Regions from separate parts of the Zea mays genome. Here region 1 is linked to region 2. A link is a contact called in public Hi-C data. All regions are on one chromosome and are shown on one strand. The core of a region is the stretch at or near the end of the contact, and the rest is flanking DNA. Distances in the headings are between cores, read along the strand shown. Region 1 has its middle 120 kb from the start of LOC100304296. Region 2 holds the start of LOC100304296.

The links. A called contact is a pair of places that touch in the nucleus more often than the background predicts.
Region 1: a contact with region 2 is called in a Hi-C map of ear, with 2.2 times the contacts expected there. The contact joins the enhancer-like site here to the promoter of LOC100304296 in region 2. A contact is called at or near these places in 3 of 25 Hi-C or Micro-C datasets (ear and leaf).

The regions. Positions count from the first base shown.
Region 1 is chr1:158,333,450-158,341,274 of Zm-B73-REFERENCE-NAM-5.0, reverse strand. No RefSeq gene overlaps it. Among protein-coding and RNA genes, the nearest start is that of LOC100304296, 120 kb to the right of the region's middle. Within about 2 kb of position 2,579, at least 11 of the 20 cell types and tissues checked have an H3K27ac peak or open chromatin away from gene starts, as enhancers often do. A contact at or near this core is called in ear and leaf, where this site is marked.
Region 2 is chr1:158,213,218-158,220,247 of Zm-B73-REFERENCE-NAM-5.0, reverse strand. LOC100304296 reads left to right here and starts at 1,905. Exons shown (of 4, transcript NM_001361280.1): 1 at 1,905-2,224. The coding sequence starts at 1,949.

The DNA of each region.
Region 1 (7,825 bases), core at 1,330-3,829, 120 kb before region 2:
GGACTGCTCAGAGGTGAACTGGTGGGACGCCGCCTTGGTGCGCTCCTCCAGTTGGGTGCGCCAGGCCCACAAGTCATACTCCTTGGGTGCCAGATCCCGGGTGCGGAAAGAGCGAACCGCCGCACGCGCCGGTAGTGCACCTCCTCCTGGCCGCTGCAGAAGACAGAAGGTAATATTTTAAACTAATGCGGCAGCAACGAGGTGCCCACGCGTGGCACGACAAAACCACTAGGCGTGGGGCCATGGGTCAGTCAGCCGTGGGGACAGATATGGCAGTTGGCGTGACCGAAGGCAGATTGACGGTGAGTACGTCAGCAGATGCACGGAAACAGCGCGCCAATCACCAGTCAGGCCAAGTTGAGGTGAAGTACAAGCTTTAGCCCCACCTGTAGGCTCGCATCCTCCCCTGAGGTGGGCCTGGGGGCCACTATCGGTACCTTGAAACTAGGGTACCCCTTACTACTGTATGAAGACCCAGTACCCACGCGACTATCTTTAGTCGCGTGGTAAAGGAGCTGTACGCGGGACCAGACCATGACTCGCCCCAGCCTCAGGCGATTACTCTAGGCCAGCAACAGCGCCTGACCGCACCACGTGGGCGGCTACGGGGCCGCCACATGGCCAGAGAAAGTGATATACTCCAAGGCATCAACAGTGAGTCTGGACCCCCATGGGAAAGTGCCGGACCCCTGGATATACAGTCCGGACCTCCAAGTTGGTCCGGGACCCCCACGTGTACGGACCGAACCCCCACGCGTACGGACCAGACCCCTATAATGGGATCCGGACCCCCACAGTAGGGTCCCAAGACCTTACTTAAGGCCCAGGCGGGGGTCCGGAGCTGACACGTGTCCAGACCTGCTTTGGTGCGCTCCAGACCTATCCGCCTACACTCTTGCTCCCTGCTCAAGCGGAGCCCCGATGCTGCCATGTGGCGTACCGCGCGCGACATAAGCCAACGGGCGGAACCCGGCGTGACGCCTCTGGGCTACGCGCGCCTTCATGACGGATAAGACGTGCGCCTGTCCATTCCACTGATAGGTGGCATGCTCAGTCCACGATACGTGAGCCGCGTAGTTACTCACCATTACTCTCGTATTACTCGTACGGTAACTGCCAATCAATATTGTGTGGACTGCGGTCATCATGGTGCCCAGTGATTACTCAGGTGTTATTAGCATTAATTACTCACATAATGTGTTCCTTCCATTATGCTCCTCGGCCCGCATGTCGGGGCTCAGCACCCTTGTACGTGCCTCCCTTAAACTATAAAAGGGAAGGCACATCGCGTGACAAGGACAAGTTCACACACAGACTCTCAATACAGCTTACACACAGTGGAGGTAGGGTATTACGCTCCGGCGGCCTGAACCACTCTAAACCCTCGTGCCCTCATGTGTTCATCCACCTTCCAACAGTCAGGCAAACCGCTTAGGCCCCTCCTCATCTTAGGATTTAGGGGGGGTGTGTTCCGCCACCCGGCCGGTGGAATTCTTCCCACCGACATGGACCCTGGGATCAACGGGTAGGAGGTCATTGTCTCCACCCAACTGGTTATTCCCGGCGTCGCCCACACTCGCGCGGTGGCAGGCTCACCGGAGCACGACCCGACTGAAAGGGAAATGTGCCCTTGGACCATTTCTAAGTCTTTTGGTGATTAAGTGCCCAACACATCACTTTGTGTTAGCTTGCTTACTATGAGTATGAGCACATTGCAAATCCTATTCAAGTGAAGGATCAATGGTATGAAACTAGCACTTAGTCAATTGTTTTAGTTACTAATTATGCTCATCTAAGTGCTAGGAAACTCTCCAAGTCATGACAAAGTGGAGCAAAGAAGTTTGGCTTGGATTAGCCAAACCTGAGCTAGCCTAGGCGCATCGGATAGTGTCCGGTGCCTAGGCCATGAGCTGACTGAACAAGTCACTCTCGGGAAATTGGCCATGCATGCTGGCTATAAATCACCGGACTGTCCGGTGTGCACTGGACTTGTCTGGTGAGCTAGGCGGCCAAAGACTCTCGCCAGTGCCAATGGTCGGCACAGAATCAATGGTAGACACGTGGCAGGAACAGACTGTCCGGTGTACCACCAGACTGTCCGGTGTGCCGGACAGCCGAAGGATGCAACGACTAACTCAACGGTCAGCGTGGCGGGGATGTGTAACACCTCAAATCCATCAATTAAAATAATACATTACTGGTCGCTAAATTTAATAAAGTAAATTAAATTTTGAATCAAGTGCTTGATTTCATTTTATTTTTGGGAGAATGATTTTTGTTTGCTAATAATTGATTGATGCCTTTATTAATAAGATCTCTTTATTCAAAACCCAATTTATTAATATATGGACTTTGGTCAAAAATAAAATATTTTAATTATAAATATTATTGGTAAATTTATTATGATTTGTTGAAAATATTTTTAAAATATATTTATTTATATTATTAATGGATAACTTATTAAAAAAGATTTTGAAACCCTAAACCGTCGCCCGAGCGACCCACCAAGTGCCCAGCCGCGCCCCTTCCTTTTCCCTCCCCTCTCCCCTTCCTCTCGCCCCCACTCTCTCCCTAGTAACCAACTCAATTAACGGCGTTAATGGCACCGTCATCGGCCTCTCCCTCTCCCCAGCGCCCTCCCTGTGGTCCCTCTCTCTATAAAGCCCGACGTCGAGCCCATGGAGCCGGTTCCCCTTTTTCACTCGAGCTCATCCCCACTCCTCTCCTCCTTGTCGCGCGAGACCGCCCTGCGTCGACCCCGCCGCTCGTCGTGGAGCTCGCCGCCGACCGGAGCCGCGCCGCCGAGTCCTGCTCCCTCCCCGCCGACCCCCTGCTGCGACCTGTCGATCCCATGCTCGTTGATTCCTCCCTGCGCAAGAACTACTGGAGCAAGGTTGAAGATGACACAAATTTTGTGTTCTATTTTCAAAACTATGTTTAATTTAGTTTAGATCTCCTGCAGCGATTTGTTGTTTAAATTTGTATATGTTGCGAGATCGGAATCATGAGAATATTGAGTGATTAATATCGAGTATATGCGATAGGGTATTTTTTATTATTGTTTCTATTTTCTAGCGCATGTGAATATTAATTGGTTTATGTCGTCATAGAAAAAATTGGTTTAGAAGTAGTAGTTTAGAATAAAGATAAAAGAAGAGAGTAGACCACGTTTTCATAAACAAAAACATTAGATAAATTACTACATGTTTATCTTTGCTCTTAAGGTGGTTTAACTTTATTAACAAGACTCATATGTTCATGTGCATTATATGCATTTTGGTTATTCAGTAAGGGTGTGTTTGGTTAGCGGGTTGACGCGGGTTGAAACAGGTTGAACCCACAATAACTCATGTTTGGTTCAAAAGGCTCACGGGTTAAGTTGGCTCTGGGTCGAAATACTTATTGAAAATGTGGGTTCTAGTGATTCCTAAAAAACAAGCGAACCATTTCGACCCACTTACTCTCCACCCTCTCGTCATCCATGCTTTATCCACTCGAGACCAGCACAGGAGCGCCCACCACTGCTGGCCTGCTAGGACGAGGGACCCCCGCTGGCCTATCCTCTGACGTTAATCCCTCGCCTACTTCCCGTCGTCAGTCCCTGCTGGCCTAGGCTCCGATGTCGGCGTGTTCTCTAGTAGGCATAACCTGCGAGCCTTGCTAGTGCTAACGTCGAACAGGTAAAGGTCAATGTTTGTCACCGCCTAGACAAGCCTGCTAGTGATGGCAAATGTTATAAATTCACTGAAGTGCATCTTGATGTTGTTAGGATGTTCCTTTAATTATGACTAAAATGTAACAGTGAGACCTCGTCACTAAAAATTTACGACTTAGTCAATAATGGCTTTAATTTATTTATATCTTATGCTTATAGATTCCTTAAATATTAAAATAGTGTCCGTTTCATTTATTTTGAATGATGTCATCTTATTGAATTGAAGATATCATCCTGATTGTGGTAATATAACCAGGAAAGTGACCATATTCAGTTCATCCTTCATCATGAAACAAACAAGAGATGGTGCAGCTCTAACCTACTTTAACCCTGTAATCAAACAAGAAACTACGTTCAACATGTCACTGAAACCAAACAAGGAACGAGTCCGATCCAACCCAGAAAAATGGGTCGGCTCTGACCCGACCCACGTCGTTCCGAAACCAAACACATGCTAAGAGATAGTAAAGTTTCTATTGACATTGAAATAATATAGTTACGATCATGTCCACTGTAATCTAATAAGTAAAATTTAAAAGGTTAGTTAAATTTGGTTCACTTAATGATAAGGTTATGTGACTTTTAAATAACATTGTAACGATTAGTATAATTTCCTTTTAGAAAGCAAGAATTTAACTAAAATGTGACTCATGCTTTTCGGTAGAAATAATTAATTAGTAATTAATCCAATTCCATAGATTTTGGTTTAGCGCTACATCTATGTTATTTTAAATGAATTTATAAAGTATGTGTTTCCATAGTTAATTTGCCATATATATTTCTCTAGGGAATTCTCGAAACAAAATAATTAGTATTTTATGTCATGAACAATAATTAATATTTTATAGCCACGAACCAAGTTTAATGATTGGGTGTTTTCTTTCTTTTTATACATGTGATTTGTTTAATGTATGTTTTATTGTATGATCTATGCTTCATCTGTGTAATGGTGTATGTTTATTTATTGGTGTATGTTTTCTTTTTGTATGTGTGATGTGTGAATCTATATTAGAAGCTGATTTCATGGTAGAGGACCCAAATTTGTTTGAAGAGGATCCGCAAGGAACTTTTGAACAAGGAAAGTGGATTCTCCCTCTGCATTTCTTATTGTACTCAAATAATACATTGAATAAGATTTACTTTTGGATATGTGCATAATTTGATGGGTTTTGCCTAGATAAGATTACCTAGAAATACCAACCTTATTCTTTGATTAACCTAGGATGGATACTATGCTTAGTAATTGTCGGGGGTCTTCTTCTCCACCAAAGGTCCTCAAGACAAATATCGTTTGTAAGCGATGCTGAGGATCTTATTCTCCGCCGAAGGTCCTCAAGACGAAGACGTTGTCAGAAAGCGATAACGATGAATACCGAAGCTACATATGAAGAGCGACAACTTTGGCTTAAAGTGGCAACGAAGGTCAAACATGATGCCGAGTCGAAGAGGAAAAGACTAGTTAATCCCTGATGATTTACATGTTAAGGTCATAAATGTATTTTTACTCGGGCTGCGTCCCGTGCCTATAAATAGACTGCAATCGCTCTCGTGTCAACACCTTCAAACAAGCCGAAGGTATCAATGTAATATAAATTCTATTAATGATCATATGTTCATCATGAGATAAATATATGGATGAATGAATGAACAACATATATTGTCTCTATGAACTTTCATTATCATGAATGATGAAGTTGTGTCCTTCATGACCTTCGTCTGAATATCATTATATCTGAAAGGAGATAATGCTTCGAAGGAAGAATGTTCTTAATCTTTAACAATTGTGTTGCCTTGTTCTTGATTCACAGCATTTAAGAACAAGTGACCAACATTGGCGCCCACCTCCAGTGAACTCACTTCCACGACCACGGCAGTGGCTTCGCAAGGTGATGAAGTTGTGACACCTTCAGCTACAAAGTTGGTGCTCCCAATCACAGGCCGTTCAAGTTCCTAACCAGCCAATAAGAAGCAGAAGAAGGAAGCACATAAAAGGGTACAACATGTTGGAGTGCAAGGACCCTTCATCAAGTCCAAATGGTCCCATGTACCAATCACATTTTCTCAAGAAGACCTTCAACTCAAGAATTATCCCCATAATGACACCATGGTCATATCATGTGTTATCAAAGGGTTCCTGGTTCACAATGTCCTCATAGATACGAGCAGTGCAACAAACATTATCTTCGCAAAAGCCTTCAGACAATTGCAAGAGCAGGATGACAAAATACATGATGCAACGCACCCTCTATGTGGCTTCAGAGGAAGACAGATAATGGCACTTGGGAAAATAACAATGCCAATCATCTTTCACAACACCGGAATAGAGCAAGTTGTATTTGACATTGTAGACATGGACTATCCTTATAATGCAATCATTGGACGAGGGACATTGAATGCCTTCGAAGCATTACTCCATCCAGCATATCTGTGTATGAAGATACCATCTGACCAAGGTCCTATTTCTGTGCATGGAATCCAAGAGGCTGCTAGAAGGGCCAAAGGGAATTGAACAGATTCAAGAGCCATTCACAACGTAGATGAAGTTGAAGCTCACGAGCAACATAAGTATATAAGAGATAAAGCTGCTTCAGCGGATCAACCAAAGTCTATGCTTCTGTGTGAAGACATAGCTGAGCAGAAGGTGTTGTTTGGGTCTCAACTGTCTCATGAACAAGAAAAAGCTCTGTTAAAATTCTTGTTCAATAATAAGGATGTTTTTGCTTGGTTAGCCAATGATCTTTGTGGTTTCAATAGATATGTTATTGAACACTCACTCAATGTAGACCCAGCCGTTAGAGCGAGGAAGTAGAAGCTTCGGAAGATGTCCGATGATAAAGTCGAAGCGGCAAGAAATAAAGTTAATTGGCTTCTCAGCACCGGAGTGATCAGAGAAGTAACATGCCCAGAATGGCTAGCCAACATTGTTATGGTAAAGAAGGCCAATGGAAAGTGGAGAATGTGTATTAATTTCACTGATCTCAACAAGGCATGCCTGAAGGATAAATTCTCTTTGCCAAGAATAAACTCCCTTGTAGATGTGGCAGCCACTTCAGAGCTCATGAGCTTGCTGGACTGCTACTCAAGTTATCATCAACTCTGGATGAAGAAGGAGGATGAGCCCAAAACAAGCTTCATAACTCCTAGTGGAACTTATTGCTACCTTCGGATGCTTGTGGGGCTCAAGAATGCCGGAGGAAGCTTCAGCAGGATGACTTCCAAAGTTCTCAACACTCAGTTCGGCAAGAATATTTTGACATATGTTGATGATATCATAGTCAAAAGCACGAAGCAAGAAAACCACATTGTTGATTTGCAAGAAACATTTGCCAACTTCAGGAATGCTGGCATCAAGCAAAATCCAGAAAAATGTGTCTTCGGGTGAAGAAGGGAAAATTTCTTGGGTGCCTAGTATCAACAAAAGGGATTGAAGCTAACCCAAGCAAAATAGAAGCTATACTTCGGATGGAGCCACCAAAGACAAGAAAAGGTGCTGAGAGACTAACAGGAAGGTTGTCATCTTTGAATAGATTCATCTCAAGATCAGCAGAAAGGAATTTACCATTCTTCGAAGTGCTAAAGTTAGCCGAAGTCTTCCAATGGGGACCAGTTCAAAAAAGGCCTTTGAAGATCTGAAACAATATCTTATACAGCTAACAACCTTGACTCCACCTTCATCAGGAGCTCTGTTGCTACTGTATATGGCTGCTTCCCACGCTGCAGTCAATGCAGCGCTGGTGCAAGAGAAACAAGACGAACAAGCAAAGAAGCAAGTCCCAATATACTTCATCTCCAAAGTACTAAGTCAATCAAAAAGAAATTACACAGAGCTGCAGATGGTACTATATGCTGTGCTGATGGCCTCTAGAAAGCTTTGGCATTATTTACAGTCGTACCACATCATAGTACCTTCATCCCAACCTCTCAAGGACATCATAAGAAACTAAGCAGCTACTGGAAGAGTTGTAAAATGGGCTGCAGATCTGAATGAATTCACTATTGCTTTTGTTCGTAGATCCTCAATCCAATCCCAAGCATTATTAGACTTCATCGCTGATTGGACGCCAAGGGCTCATGAAGAGGGATACCTAACAGATACCGAAGCTTGGACAG
Region 2 (7,030 bases), core at 656-3,155:
GCCGTGTCTAAAATTATAGAAATGCCTATTCATCCCTCTCTTTCTACAGTTTCAAAGTTCATAGATCTAATTGACAAGTTTAGACACCATCAATGCATTTAACTTAAAAATCAACATGACTAGTGCATGGGCGTTCACGGTTGGTTTTCATCCAGACGCCAATGAGGACCACCACTGCAAACATCAATGATATACTAATGAAACATGCCAGATTACTATTGGAAACATGTACAATATCATGAAGAAAGATACATCATTGCAATACCAGCAAACACATGAAATACACAACTAAAACATCTACAAAAACATGAAACTTGTATAACATATAGTTGCAACGATACAATATGTTTATTACTTGGATGTGGTGGTGTGCGATGCCTTACTGGTGCAGCAGTGACAACACACGAAGCTCATCCACGCGGCAACGTGCGCCGCTCATCCACACAACAACACAAAGATCGTTAGTGCAAAGCTCACCGGTGCCACATAGGTCTAGCATGAACAAACAATAGTTCACCCAATGTGGCGTGACACAACGACAGTGGGTCGACGTGCGGTGCGCAGAGCTCAGGGAGAGGGTGTTCGAACACATTGTAAAAATATCTTTAAATAATTCTAAAAAAATTTCTTAACTGGTTTGAATTTTTATTTAGAGATCTATCTGAACAGAAAACCACGTTCTATATCTTTTCACTTAAAACAAAATTTCCCTTTGTTTTCAATAATATAATAAAAATAGAGGATGTCGGCAGAATAGAACAAAGAGCAACAACCAAAATCTAAGCACAGTTTTCACCTTTACATAGCTTTTCATTCATCTTTCTACGCCATGCTCAGCAGAGTATGTATATGATCGTATAAAACACTTTTGATATAACTGCTTTAAGAAGGCTGTTAGCTTGATAAGACTATCTCCAGTAGACTCTCTGTCTTACCTTAGAACATCTTCAACAATAAACTCTAAACTAGAGTCCTAAAATTTGAAATAGAATCGTATTTAGTGTTTAAGGCCTCAAAAGAACTTTTTACTCCAACAGTTAGGCTTTAAATAATGCTATTTATAAAATAAATTATGTTATTAGAAAATAAATGGTTGAAGCTCAAGAGAAAACGAGAATATGACTCCAGTATATAAGGTACTATATTTAGAACCCGAGAGATTGAGCTCTATAATCGTTTGATGGAATTTTATAAAATAGGATCACAGTTAAAAAGTGTGTTTTATGGTTCTTAGCCATATTTAAAATAGTATCCAGTTTAGAGCAACTCCAAGATATTAAATATATAGTTTTATAAAGGTAAATTTAGCTAATATTAGAAGAAAAACGTATCCAATAGACTCTGTAAATGAATCTTCAAATTTAGTGACTCTCTATTTTTGAATAGGCTGCTTCACTCTCCCTTCAATTTATAGGTTTATCGAGTCTCTTGGATTAACCTACAATTTTTCTGTTAAATCGGTTTTAAAGAGTAGCTAAATCAGTAAATTTGACTAAGTTAATCTTTCAGAGTTGCTCTGAGAATCTCTCTTTGAGATGCTTTTATATTTTAAACTTTACTCTATAAATAATATGGTCCACATTATAACTAATTTTTTTTGCATGCAATTGACAGGCCGGTCGCGGTTAGTGGTCGCCGGTGGCTTCGGACCTTCGGTAGGCGTTGGGCGCCGGCCGATGCACCCGCACCGCATCCGTAGGATACGAGCGGCGACCCGGACCGGACGGACGCGAAAATCAGCTGCCGTGGAGGTGCGGGCAACTCCAACGACGCGATCCGGCCCGCCCGCGACGCTGACACGACCGCGGGACCCACCCAATACGACGCCACTACCCCGCTTTTCTCGCACCTATTTACCGCCCCTGCCACTGTCTCCTTTCCCTCTGACTAGTCACCTGTTGGCAGGGTCCGGTTCACGCCGCGGCGGCTCGACTGGACTCCCCTCGTCATGGCCGGCGTCAGCGGCCGCGGGGCCGCGGAGAGGGTGGCCGCCGCCGTGGAGGCGGTGGGATCCGGTGGCTGGGAGTTCCGAAACGCGTACAGGCGCCAGCTGCTCGCGCTGTCGCGGCGGATCCGGCTCCTTGGCCCCTTTGTCGAGGAGCTCCGGGAGGTACCCTGTGTACCCGCGGTGGAACCGGAGCGGGCGCTGGCGGTGCTCGCCGACGCGCTGGAGGAGGCGCTCGACCTGCTCCAGCTCGGCCGCGACGGGAGCAGGATATTCCTGGTACGCGCTTACTTGTTGCTCTCGCCTTCTCTAGTTCCTCATCTATGCTGGATTCCAGATGCTTGGCTGCCTGTGCGACCTTTTAGTATTATTTTTAAGATAAAAAACTGCGCTCTTAAGCTTCACTCACTTTGTATCAAGTGTGCAGATATTTGAATGAAAATCCTGATTTTAAGCTTCCTGTCCTTCCTATTCCATGCTACCGTAGCAGCTATCGTTATTTTACCTGGCGTATACTTTGCTATGGATCCTATTTCAATGAAAAAAATATATCGTTGAGGTTTTAGCTTTAGGTGCGTTCCATTTCAGTATCCAAGATATTCCCCCTTAATCCCTTAATCCCCTCCAATCCCCTCCAATCCCTGATCCTTGGTCACCAAATCAGCCCTTAAGCTTATATGCCAGAGGCCGACTCTGCCCTGTGGACCCACGCACACGTACGAAATACCAACACAAAAAAAAACGTATATGCCACCTTGCTCGAGCCCCGTCCGCTGGATCCGTCCCTGCTTGTACACTTGTTGACACAGTACTGGCTGTGACATATGATCATTCCTTGCTTTTGCGGCCTAGTTTGCTAGGCTTAGCAGACATTTTTTTATTTTATCAGCTTGGTCTTATGGTCAAAGTTTTGATCTTTTGTTGGTGAGCAATTTGTATTGTTTGGCTTTGGTTAGTTCATTAAGAATTTGGGATTAAGTGACAAACTTATCGTCAAGGTTATTAAAGCGATAAAATGTTGAGGCGCTCATGAGAACTTTTTGACTTTAAAACGTTTAAGCGAGCTTTAAAACGTCTTTTTAAACAACATGGACAAAATTGAATATAACTTAATTTCATGTAACAATATAACATGTCCACAACCACACTACCACAAATCCACAATTACATAAGTTCAAGTGCTCAACTAATAGCAACTAGCAAAGCGACAACCACAAATAAAGTGGAATGAAATGTGCAGTAGTCCACAATCACAAACATAGCACAAAAGCAACTAAAGTGGAATGTAATGTCCACAACCACAGACGCATTAGCATCACTACTGTTTGCCGTTTTTAGTCCGCAAATAACCAAAACCAGAGGAGAATGTGAGCAGGGAAGGGGAGGAGGATGAGAGCAGGGATAGGGACAGCTAACAGAGGCAGAGCAGGGAGGCGACTGAGCTAGGACCGGCGAGCTGACCGAGCGAGAGCAGAGAGTGCAACACAGGGAGGCAGCGGCGGCGCCGAGCTTGAGCAGGGAGCGAGCGCGGCCGCAACGCAGGGAGGCAGCGGCGGCGCCGAGCGCGAGCAGGGACCAAGGAGCAACGAGCACGGCCGCGGGGGAGAGGGAGCGTGGCACGAGTAGGGAGCAACGCAGGGAGGAGGCGAGGGAGGCGGCAAGCTCAGGTAAGGTTCTTACCGGCTGACGGCAAAGCCCAGTGATGCCGAACGAACGCGCAGCACGAGTCCGTCACGGCTGCCCCCTTTTTTAGGTTAGGAGAACTGTGATGGGCTGGAAATCTGAAAAAGCGACAAAACGTGGCCTTTTTACGGCCCAGAGCGTTTTAACGCTAAAAACTGGCGCTTTAATAACCATGCTTATCGTCCTGAAATGTTTGACCTTTTTGCTATCTCGAGGTGAACATATCAAAGAATTCTAGGGGAGGTCTTGCTTTCTTGTTTCTGTGGCGTACACGCGTAAAGCGTGAACTGATTCCTCCTGTGGTTTGGGTCAAATTTGGTGGTAGTTGGCTTGCTGAAATCTAGAAACGTTACCTTAAATCATTCATTGCATGATTCATCTATCATTACTAATTTCTTTCACCAATGAATGTAGTTACCCAAGTGGAAAACATGGGCTCACTCTTGTTAAATTAGGAAATCTGGGACTGGTTGCTGGTCATTTTTTTAGAGTATATTAGGCAACTCCTGATATGGTTGGTTTAGGATTGATTTGATTGATTGTAATCCTGGGATAACCTTCCTTATCTCTAGGATAACCTTCCTCATCTCTAGGATAGGCTTCTTGCCCTCCAAGTTATGTAGTCCTATATATTCTCCCTAGAGGCTCAATGCAATACGTCCCACCATCCCACACATTATACGCAATATCTCCTTCCTACACATATTATCGTATCCTATTTTAAGTGTATAGTATAGGGTTTTAGTGATAGTAGTCATACTCCTGAATTAAATCTAGGATCTTTTACTTTTAGGATTTAAAAATTTGTTGGGTTCATTTGATTATTTTCCTAGCAAAGAATTTGAACCATTTATTCCATCTTATCTATCAATCTTATCAGTTCGTATGATCGAGGCTAGTCAGAAGATCACCGATCCAAATGATTCCTAAAAGGGCATTAAAGCGGAGAACAGTAGCGGAGGGTTCACATATCGTAAATGGGTGTTAGATATAAGGGGAGGCTTGTCTGTACCAGTTTTAGTGGAGTATCTGCATCTCTGGAACTTGGTTGATGGGGTAGATCTTCAGCCTGACATTGCTGGTCATGGTTCTTACTGTAGCAAATCAACATATGATGCATTTTTACTGGCTCTATCATTTTTGGCCCTTGGCGACGTGTCTGGAAGACCTGGGCCCCCTTAAGATGCAAATTCTTTGTATGGTTGGCCATCAAAAACAGGGTTTGGACAACTGATAGACTAGCAAAAAGAGGCCTTCCCCATCCAGTTGCTTGGCCTCTGTGTGATCAAGCCGAGGAGTCCATCCAGCATATTCTTGTCTCTTTCGTGTTTGCCCGACAAATATGGACGTTAATCCTCCACAATTTGGGCCTCCTAGCCATTGCCCCTCAGCCTGGATGCACACAGTTTTCAAACTGGTGGCGCCAAAGTATCAAAAGTGTTGAGAAGAGTCTAAGAAAAGGACTTAACTCCCTGATCATTTTGGTTGCTTGGGAGATTTGGAAGCACCGAAATGCTTGTGTCTTTGAGGGTGTTGTCCCCTGCGCCGAACAAGTTATGCGTGCTGTGATTGAGGAGTGTAGTGCTTGGTGCTTGGCTGGTGTACGTAGACCTCCTCCTTTAAGTCGTCGTTAAGAAACGTCGATTTGACGTCCATGTGATGAACGTGCCAGCCCTCCTGGGCTGCTAGCGCAAGGAGTCGCACGGATTCCATCCGTGCCACGGGGCGTAAGTATCGTCAAAGTTGATCCCCTCCTGCTGCAAGAAACCGCATGCCACCAAGTGAGCCTTGTGCTTGACGATGGCGCCGGCTTCATCCCTCTTCAGTTTGAACATCCACTTAAGGGTGATCGCGTGATGACCATGAGGGAGATCAGCGAGCTCCCAAGTGCGGTTCGTCTCAACCACGTCCATCTCCGACTGCATCGCGGCACGCCAAGCTGCGTGTTTCTCGGCCTCCGCGAAAGACCAAGGATTGCCATCGTCACATGCAAGATGCAACTCCCCGCCAGAATGCGAGACGCTAGGCCCGGCACCGACGGGTCGATGAGAAGGCCCTCCACCGTACGATACCGCAACGGCTCGTCGTCGTAGCACGTGTTGATGCGCTTCTCGTTGTGGGAAAGCGGGGTCACGAGCACCACCGGGTCGTGCTCGACACGAGCTGGCGCTGGAGAGGACGTTCCTGGAGAGGGTATCGTCGGTGCTGTAGTACGTGGTGATGAAGAGCTCACTGTAGCCGGAGTCGTGGTTGGATTGCGTGGTGGCGAAGTGCTCGTTGTAGCCGGAGCAGGAGAGCGTGGCGCTAGAGTCGGTGGAGACATGGGGGCTGGGGTAGGCCTGCTCGGAGAAGAGTTGCCTACTCCCCCAGCTCCCTCAAAGTGGACGTACGCGCTGGTGAAGTCGTTGTACATCGGAGTCGTGTCGTCGTCCATCGCCTTGTCCCAGGCCCATCCTCGCTTTTCGTCGAACACTACGTCGTGCGCCATGCACACACGCTGTGTTCCTAGGTCAAGGATGCGGTAGGCCTTCGAGCCCTCCGCGTAGTCAATGAACACCCCTGGGTGCTCCTGTCGTCGAGCTTGCCGATGTGGCCAAGCTCCTTGGTGAACGCGAGGCAGTAGAAGACCCGTAGGTGAGAGGCCGCCGACTTGCGCTCATGCCAAGCCTCATACAGTGTCATCCCGTTGAGTGCCTTGGTGGGCGAGCGGTTGAGGATGTAGACCGTTGTCACCACCGCCTCTCCCCAGAAGATAGCCGGCATTCCCCTCTGCTTGAGGAGAGCCCGAGCCATCCCCACAACCGTCTGGTTGCGCCGCTCGACGACGCCGTTCTGTTGCGGGCTGTACGACACGGAGTAGTGGCGCTGAACGCCCTCATCCGCGCAGTACGACGCGAACTCAGCCGCCGTTGTCGATGTGCACCACGCACGCGCAGCTTGCGGCTGTACTTCGCCTCCGCAGCGATCTGCACACGCTTGATGGCGTTCATAGCCTCTCCCTTGCTGCCAAGGACCATCACCCACATGTAGCAGGAGAGGTCATCGACGAGCAACAAGAAGTAGCGTCATCCTCCTGGTGTGGCTGGTGTGACCAGGCCACACAAGTCCCCATGCACGAGCTCGAGCCTCTCCTTGGCTCGAAAACTCGATTGCTGGGGAAAGGGGAGTCGTCTCTGCTTTGTCAACACGCAGACACCGCAGAACTGCTCCACATGGTCAAGGCACGACAGGCCTCGTACCATCTCCTTGGCACTGAGCCGCTTCAGGGTCTTGAAGTTAAGGTGGCCGAAGCGCTCGTGCCACTGCCATGCCCCGTCGTCCCGACGAGCAGCAAGACAGCAAGGTTGTGCCACCTTCACGTTGAGGATGTAAAGCCGATTTGGACTCCTGCGTACCTTGGCA